3 separate regions of the Sus scrofa genome follow, and all the other regions are linked to region 1. Evidence: chromatin contacts called from public HiChIP or PLAC-seq data. All regions are on one chromosome and are shown on one strand. Each heading gives the region's core, a stretch centred on a gene start, on an enhancer-like site or on the middle of the called end of the contact. The rest is flanking DNA. Distances are from core to core; before and after follow the strand shown. Region 1 holds the start of ILKAP (integrin-linked kinase-associated serine/threonine phosphatase 2C). Region 2 holds the start of ASB1 (ankyrin repeat and SOCS box protein 1). Region 3 has its middle 23 kb from the start of ASB1.

The links. HiChIP or PLAC-seq counts read pairs in DNA pulled down with a chosen protein or histone mark.
Region 2: an H3K27ac HiChIP or PLAC-seq map of alveolar macrophages shows a contact between it and region 1. The contact joins the promoter of ASB1 here to the promoter of ILKAP in region 1. A contact is called at or near these places in 1 of 47 Hi-C or Micro-C datasets (epiblast stem cells) and 1 of 2 datasets of contacts at active chromatin or transcription factors (alveolar macrophages).
Region 3: a contact with region 1 is called in an H3K27ac HiChIP or PLAC-seq map of alveolar macrophages. The contact joins the enhancer-like site here to the promoter of ILKAP in region 1. A contact is called at or near these places in 2 of 5 promoter capture datasets (fetal liver and liver), 4 of 47 Hi-C or Micro-C datasets (embryonic fibroblasts, epiblast stem cells, heart right ventricle and 1 more) and 1 of 2 datasets of contacts at active chromatin or transcription factors (alveolar macrophages).

The regions. Positions count from the first base shown.
Region 1 is chr15:137,764,188-137,767,085 of Sscrofa11.1, forward strand. ILKAP (integrin-linked kinase-associated serine/threonine phosphatase 2C) reads right to left here and starts at 1,571. Exons shown (of 12, transcript XM_003133772.6): 1 at 1,369-1,571. The coding sequence starts at 1,423.
Region 2 is chr15:137,930,074-137,932,996 of Sscrofa11.1, forward strand. ASB1 (ankyrin repeat and SOCS box protein 1) reads left to right here and starts at 1,346. Exons shown (of 7, transcript XR_002339448.1): 1 at 1,346-1,785.
Region 3 is chr15:137,952,679-137,955,424 of Sscrofa11.1, forward strand. No RefSeq gene overlaps it. Among named protein-coding and RNA genes, the nearest start is that of ASB1, 23 kb to the left of the region's middle. Within about 2 kb of position 1,368, at least 51 of the 83 cell types and tissues checked have an H3K27ac peak or open chromatin away from gene starts, as enhancers often do. A contact at or near this core is called in alveolar macrophages, embryonic fibroblasts, fetal liver and 2 more, where this site is marked.

The DNA of each region.
Region 1 (2,898 bases), core at 321-2,820:
CTCAGACAAAAGTTATACTCCACCCACAGAGAGAGAAAGAGTGCACACACAAGCCAGAGTTTTCACAACCAGAACGATCTAGAAAACAAATGTAAAAAGGGAACGTTCGGAGAAAAGTAAGGGTGCCATTACTGCGCATAAGGACCCGATAAAGACGGGCCTGGCCACCCACATGCGACCAGCCCCCGCCCAGGCCCGGTGGACAGCAGGACAACTCCTCCCAAGGGGACCACAGTTAGGGCCCCGGGTGGCACTGCTCCTCCCGCCCTGGTAGGACCCGTCACAAGTCCGCCCCGTCGTCAGAGGCCAATTCCAGCTCCGCCTCCTTCTCCACCGGCCACGAACTACGAACACGGCTTCTCGGGACAGCAGCAGTTCCCACAGTCATCATCACCTCCAGCCCTCTCCGATTTTAGTCGCTTGCACTCAGAATCCGGCTCTTTGAAAGCAAAGGCTGGGTCTCGGTGCCCTCCGTGTTCCCCGCAGCAGTAGTTCCCAAACCGCGGGTCTCCGGACCCCTGCTGGGCTGTCAAAAGTCCCCTGCAGGTTTCACGACCCCGAGGCAGGGCGCTCCCGCCGGGCTTTCAGACGCAGCGGGGCTGAGGCCAGCCTGGAGTATCTGAACTTGCTTTTGCTTTTCCACGTTCTCCGCCACCGAGTTTGGCTTGGAAAGAAAGCCCTAAGTCACAGCGTCCGGCTGAAGACCTTGCACGTGAAAACCGTAGCGGGTCCTCTGCCAACTGCGACCCGGCGCGGCTGACCTACAGCACCAACCAGACGGTCCCCACGCTGCTAAAACGTGGAGCTCAAACCCCAGCTCCGGGAGCTGAGCGGCCCCGGGATGACGCTCTGCACTTCGGGGAGCGGGGCACTTCCCGGGACCCCGAAAAGCACACCCAAGTGCTGTGAATCAGACGCTAAAAGCAGAGGGGCAGAGAAGAAATCCTCTCGGGCCTCCAAGCCGCGGGCGCCCAAGTGGGTGATCCCTGCAACCTCGGGCGCGACAACAAAACACAAAGCAGGAGGCGCCGCGCGGGGAGCGCCCCGAATAACGTCGTCGCCCCTGCGAGCGCTTCGAGCGCAGGCCGGGCCGCGCGGGGGCGGCTCCGGGCGGGGAGCGGGCCCGGCGTGCGGGCCGGCGGGGACCGCGGGCCCTGGGCGGCCGCACGTGGAGGCCGCACACAAAGGACGCGGCGGCCTTTCCTCCTGCGCAGCGAACATGGCGGAGGCGCCCGAGCCCCGGAGCCGGTGCCCCCGCGCTCGCCCTCGCGCTCCCCCGCCGCCCGCCTCAGGCGCCGCGGGCCTGCAGGCCGCCGCCACCCGCCCTCCGGCCTCCTTCCCCTCGCTGGCCGGCGGCCACCCGCTTACCGGCAGCAGGGCGCGGCGAGCGCTCGGGCTCCGGCAGGTCCCCGAACAGGTCCATGGCGGAGGCTGGGCAGCAGCGGCGGCGGCGGCAGACGCGCAGCCCGCGAGCGGCGGCGGGCTCCACACCCTGCAGCGGCGTCGGCGGCGGCGGCGGCGGCAGCAGCAGCGGCAGTGGCAGCGGCGGGGCGGTGGTGGCCCCGAGCCGTCAATCACCCGAAGGCGGGCCCGGAACGCCACCAATCGGCGCGCGGCGTGGCCAGGCCGCCCCAGAGGCCTGCGCGCGCGCGGGGCGGGACGGGGCGGGGCGGCGAGGGGGCGGGGCTGGCGGCGCGCACGCGCACGTCTACCCTGTTCTCGGGGCGGGAGCTGGTACCTGGGCAGGCGGGGCTGACGCGCCGCGGAAGGCGCCATGTTTCTCGGGGGCCTCGGGCTCGGGCTCCTCCTCCTCCTCCTGGGCACCGGCCTCCGAGGTTGAGAAGGCCTTCAGGAGAGAAATGCCTGAGCTCAAGGGCAGCTGCAGTGAGCCCTGACGGCCAGGAAGACGTTATGGGGTTTTCACATGGGTCCGTTCCGTCATGCTCACACCAGCCCATTCCAGGCCTGATGGAGCGGCCCGGTGAGTTAGGACAGCGGCTCCTTAAGATGCAGGGTGGAGAGGAGGCATCCCTCGGCTTGTCTGCATCCATCCGGGCACGGGGGGGAGGGGAAGGAGGACATCAGGGCGCTGGCCCGGCACACGCAGCTGGGCCTCGGTGCTCTATTGAACAAGCACAGTTTCATAAAACATCCACCTCGGGCTCTGAGGACAGGTCAAGGCAAAAAAGGAGGCCCTTCCACTCATGTCCGAACCCGGTCAAAAGATGAACATAGTCGAAGCCACAAAAATGACCAGACACCCGGGAGTTCCCGTCCTGGCTCAGTGATAAAGAACCCGACTAGTATCCATGAGGATGCGGGTCCGATCCCTGGCCTCGCCCAGTGGGTTAAAAACCCAGTGTTGCTGTGAGCTGTGGTGTAGGTTGCAAATGCAGCTCAGATCCCACGTTGCTGCGGTTGTGTTGTAGGCTTGCAGCTGCAGCTCCAATTCAACCAATAGCCTAGGAACCTCCATATGAGGCAACTGCAGCCCTAAAAAAACAAACAAAAAACCTGTCTTGCCGATTAAGAGTGACTGCTGCTTCTTTACCAGTTACAAGTGCAGCCTTTGTCTAGTGGTCCTGCCTTTCAGACCTGACAGTAAGACATCCGGTGGAGGCATCGCCCCCCAGTTCTGACATCCAATCCAGAGCAAAGCTCCACTTCCCTAAGTGTTTCCCAAATCAGTGAACGTGAACGCAGACCTTCTAGTCCTTTGTGCATTGCTTTACTGAGATTTCCAGCAACGGTTTTCCTCGCTGGGATGAATAAGAAACCCAACTTGGTCAACTACAGCTGTGCCTCTGGCCATCTCTGGCTTAGGACATTGTTGGACCCAGCAAGCCCACAGGTCTCATCTCATTGACCGTTCGCCTCCTCTTTGTGAAATCCTCTCTG
Region 2 (2,923 bases), core at 96-2,595, 170 kb after region 1:
CCTTCAGTGTACAGTTCTGTACTAAATTCACTCCCACTGTTGTGCAACCAACCTGGAATTTTATCATCTTCCCAAACCGAAACTTTGGGCCCATTAAACCACCTCCCCCAACACCCCACCCCCAGCCCCTGGCACCACCATCCTACATTCCGTCTCTATGAATCTGATACTCTAGGAACCTCAGGTGCAGAATCAAAGAGTATTAGTCTTTTGGTGACTGGCTGCTTTCTCTTAGCATCCTGTCCTCAAGGTCGATGCATGTTGTACCCGGTGCCAGAATTTCCTTCCCTTTTAAGGCTGAGTAATATCCCACTGGGGGGATAGATCACGCGGTTACCCACCCATCGCTGATGGACACTTGGGTTGTTTCCAAGCTTCCAGGCAGGTGTTCTGCTGGAGGGCCAGAGGGCGGGGCGTGACCCAGGCTCCCAGGAGAGCAGCCCCTCCAGAATCTATCCTGGCCTTCCTGCCGGTGGTGCTCTCTGCTGTTATCAAGTCCAAACAGAGCTGCAGGAAGCTCCCTCCCACCAGCAAATGCCCCACAGGCCGGCAGCCCCTGTGGTGCCACCAGTGCATTTGAGCATTTCTGCTGTGGATGCCGGTCCTGTCTGTGGCTCCCCTCATTCCAGTCCCGGCCCGTTCTTACGACAAAGACAGGCCACCAGAGGGGCACTCTGACCTCACACTCAGCGGTCCGGGCTGGAGCTCCTGCTTGCCCATCTCTAAAACTTGGGGCCACCACTTTGCCTGCCCTGGCGCCCCCTCCCTGGAGCCCTCCTCCTTCTCCTGCAGAGGCCTTCTCTGTGCCTGGTGGGGAGCCTGGAAGCAGCCCAAGGAATCCCTGTTTACCATCCAAAACTTAACACACATTGTTCGACAATATTTTAATCATGGAACATGCAAGAAGTTATTCCTTTGATCACTAATTGATTTAACACTTTTGTGTCAGGCACTGGGCTATAATTTGTTAGACATGATTCCTGATTTCATGGAAGGAATTTTGGGGGAGAATTCGAACAATCCCACAGTAATACATGCCCAGCCGTGCGGGGCCTCTTCAACAGAGCCTGTTACAAGGAACAGAGCTGGCAGTCCCCGTGCCTTTGCGTCCACGCTCTTCCGGGGCTGCTCTTAGCCCACGTCTGGGAGCGCGGGGACACTCTCAAGCTGACCCATTGCTGTCTCGTGCAGGCCTCCTCTAGCCGGTACTCCCAGGGGACACCCCATCCGCCTGGCTCTGGTGGGATTCGAACCCAAGTCAAAGTCTCCCGCGGCCCCACCCGCAGCGCGCCTCCCGGCAGAAGACCACGCCTTTTTCGTGGGGGCGGGGACGGGTCCTACCAACCAGAGCTCTCAGGGGATGGCATGCAAATTAGGCTCCGCCCCCCACCGGGGACCTGTTTTCCCAGACTCCTTTACTGCTTCAGTGGAGAAACGCGGCCGTTGGGGAGTCCGACGGCGCGCGCCCCCGACAGCCCGCGCCCCCGAGCGCGCGCCCCGGCGCCGGCGCTCGTTCGTCCCGACGTGGGGAGGCGAGGCGGCAAGCGGAGGCCCCGGGGCCCGGCAAGAAGCTGCAGAAGCCCCTGAAGGAGGCGCGCGCCCGCCCGCCGGAAGCCGTGCCCCCGACGCGGCCCACCTGCCGCGGCCGCCGGAAGTGGTCGCGGCCGCGCTGCTTCCGGTCGCGGGGCGCCCTCGGGCCGGTCAGGGGGAGAGGCGGGCCGCGGACGGGCCGAAGGCCGGAGCCCATGGCGGAGGGCGGCGGGCGGGCCGGGCCGGGGCCCGCAGGTAACGTGCGCGCGGCCGTCGGGCCGTGGGGCGGCGGGGGTGCTGGGGCCGGGGAGCTGCGCCCGGGCTGGGCCCACGGAGCCGCGGTCGCCGCCGGAGCCCCGCTCCGCGGCTTCGCGAGAAGCGCCCGCGCGCCGGCTTCCTCTCCTGTGGAGCTTGCATGGTAACCGCCAGCCCGCTAGCCTCTAGGGTGTGATGGGACCCCGACTGTAAAGACAGGACGGGGGTCATCTTCCAGCGTGGAGCGCCCCGGGCAGGAAAGCCCCCGTCGGCCCCTCGGAGGGCGGTGCTTTTTCTCGGTGCTGTCGGCACCCCCGCCCCCCGCACGCATAGGCGAGGGACACAGCGATAATGCCACCCCCGGCGAGCTGTCAGTGACACAGCACGTCCGGGGCCTTTGCCCCCCCCCCCCCCACGGCAGAGGAGGCAGCCCCGACACAGTTCGGTTTGGAGGCTAGAAAAGCTCACGCCCGTTACCCAAAATGGCCATCAGACCGAGGGGCTCCAGCTTGAAACAGTCCTACTGCGCAAAAGTGCATTTGCAGAGTAAGTGCGTTTGCCCGCGTGCAGGAGAGGCGCCCTCTTAACCTGCGGAGGGATCCTTCCTTTCCTGTTGGCCGAATTTGCCGCGTGCACCACATGCTCATGTGTGCTCTGCGCTTTACACGCACGTCTCTGTCTTTGGAGAGACACCCCTTCTAAGAGTTTATTGGCAGTACGCTAAGATGTTTATTCTTCTTAAATGCGCCGTAATTTAAGATACGGTGTTGGTTTGGAGAACGTTGGAGGCAGTGCTTTTCTACCCTACCTCCATCCTTTCATCCGTGCTATTGGCTGGACCCGGCTGGGGCTGGGGGTCCCCCAGTGAACAAAACTAAGCCAGATAAAGCCCCTTCCATCCTGGGCTTTGGCTGGTGTTGACTCTGACCCCAGGGACTGCCAGGACCGCAGGCTCTGGGACCTCATTTCCTGTGAGAGTGACGGGTGGTCTAGGAGGTGTTTGGTTGGAGGAGGAGGCCTGGCAGCTGTTTCCCAGTGTGGCAAAGAGCCTTGTGGAAGGGAGACTGGCTCTGTCCTTAACATCCGGGTGGTCCTGTTTTATTACTCAGTGTGTTGCAGGCCTGGAAGAAGAGGGGCC
Region 3 (2,746 bases), core at 118-2,617, 190 kb after region 1:
TTGTGGCATCAGCCCTCCCCACGTAAAACCGTTGGCTCCCTTGGCTCTGGAAACAGGCTCTACCCTCCAGGCAGGAAATAAAGGAGAAAAGGCGTCTTGAGGAGTCTCACCAGCCTAAAAGGAAATAGCTTGAGATACGAACCGACACTGAATATGGCCAGTCCCCCCCAGCTAGTAGTGGATTCCAATACATAATTCAAGAGAATTCTGAGTGAAGGCTGGGTTTCCAAATTGTAAGGACCAGCCTCGTACTAACACAGTGGAAGGAGAAATAGCTTTGCCTTGGCACATCACCATGGAATTTCAGAACACTGGGGAGAAAGAGGACTCTGTAACTTCCTGAGAGTATGAACAAGACACCATACAAAGGATCAGGCTTCAGAACAGCTTTGAGGATCAGGAATCCTCAAATGCCACACTGGGCAATAGAGGGATTCGACCCTCTCAGAATTCTGAGGGAAATACATACAAAAGTCAAGCTGAAGACTTGCAGTTTCTTTAAAAACTTACACTCCACACATCCTTTCTTAGAAAACTATTAGAGGATGTATTATTCCAGAATGAGGGAGTAAACCAAGAAAGGAGAAAGCCTGGTATTCAGGAAATGTGGGTCCAACAAGAGAGGCAAGGTGACTCCGCAGCAGCGTGGTGAAAACTCTCAGGATGGCAGCCGAGCCTCAGGCACAGTAGATGCCCAGTCGGGATCAGATGTGCGGAGGCTGAGGCTCCGGAGAAGGTGTCTCAGTTACAGAACACCTGTGGTCTCTGCATATGTGGATAGGAGTTGGGCTTGACTTACTGACGAGTACCTAGGAAAGCAGGGGACAGAACTCCAAGGAACACGAGAGGCTGGGCGAGGCAGGAAGACGTTATCCCAGTAACACTGGAGGCCTCAGTCCTAATAACAGCAACCTACTACCTACCGCGCTGTTACGGGGGCATGGAAGGTGGAGTGTGTGGGGTAAAAGCTAGATACTACAGAGCAGAATTCATTACAACCAACGGAGGCAGCAACAAAGACAAAATGTGCGTCTTTCCAAAGAACTGAAACGATACACCTCCAGAGAGGTGTCAGGACAAAAAGCGTACAAATCCAGTATTTAAAAGGGAAATTTTACCGACCATGTAAAAAGATGAGAGGACATATTATAACAACTTTTTGATAGTAATGTGAGAATTCAGAAGAAACGGTCACCTTCCTAGAAAAACAACACCCAATTTAAGAAGGTGCTCTCACAGCCACCAGGGCAGCCACTGCCCTTCAGCAAGTGGCATTTAGTACTTGTCCCGGAAATCTTGGCGCGTCTCCTTTAAGAGGCAGTGAAGCCCCGCCCCGCGTGGGAACGCCATCTCTTAGCGCCCATTCTGACCTACGTCACACCCGTGTCGGGCCAATCCAGGAGGGGGTGTTCCTGTGCGTCCGGCGGCGTGGGGCGGGACTTCCGGAGCCGTCCTCCCGGGGTCGCTTCCGCCCTGGGGTCTGTGCAGCTCGGATCCAGCAGGGAGGTGCGTGGGGGCCGTGCCGGGGGATTCCCGGCTGGCGCCCCTCCTCTGGCAGGGCCGGGTGGTCTCAGGATGTGGCCCGGGAGGCCGAGCGGCGCCTTGATTGGGTTCGGGGCCTGCTGGTGGCGATCCGACGCGGGGAACGTTTCACTTGTGGCCCCGGGTGGTTGGTGTGAAGCAGAGGGGGCACCTTCTGAGCGCTGTGTTTTTGTAAGAGGGTGTCGGGTCGGGGCTCCCCACGCACGTCTGTCCACTCAGACCCGTACCGTGCGGCGTGTGGCCCAGGCTGAGGACCGGGGCGCCGCAGCCGGCAGAAGCTGCCGTCAGGAGGAAGCTTCCGTTTTCCCGGCGCCAAAGCAGCACCGCGGAGAAACCCTGCAAAAGCGGGCAGGGTAGGGCCTCGTGGAGCGCTGTGGAGCCACGTGTCAGAGAACGCCCTAGTGTGCGGGGGGGACAGGTTCCCCGGCGCTGGAAGACGGCGCCAGGCCAACCACAGGAGGGGGCGGCCAGGTAGGGGCGCGGGGGCGGGGAGCCCTTAGACCCTGGGCAGTGCATCCAGTGTGAGGGAGCCCAGGCAGCCCCAGCCGGGGGGGGGGTCTGAATGCACTTAACCCCCCCTCAGAATCCACACTGGCGAAGGGCCTTTTGAGTGCAGCCGCTGGGGGAAGGATGCATTCAGCGAAGAAAACACACTTGTTTGGTGCAGGACAGAAAGGCCCAGTTAGTGCAGTAAGTGTCAGAGAGCCGGTAGCCACACTGCTCGGCTCCCTCAGCCTCAGAAAGTTTATACTAGAGAAAGTCCCTTTGAATCCATGGAATGAGAGCCCTTTGCCAAAGGTCTGATTTAGCTCTGGGAAGTTCACAGCCTACAAAGGTGTTCAGAGTGCAGCAAACGTGGGAAGACCTCCTGCCAAAACTTCAAACTTGGGTTGCCTCAAAGTCTGTTAAGTCCGACCAGGGTGAGAAGGCATTAAGCTGCAGGTCCAGCCTCATTCACCCCTGACAGATTCACACACAGGAAGACCTCATGAATGCAGAGAAGGGGAAAAGCCTCTCCCCAAAGAGCTTCGTTCAGCCCTGGGATGTTCACCCCAGGGAAAGGCCTCTGAGAGCAGCTGTCGCGAGAAAACCTTCAGTCAAGAGCCTCACCTCGTAAAGCCTCGGGAGGTTCACCCCGGAGAGAGGACTTAAGTGTGCAGGAAATGTGCTCGCTCCTTGTTTGGTGTAACAGGACGCGTGCCTG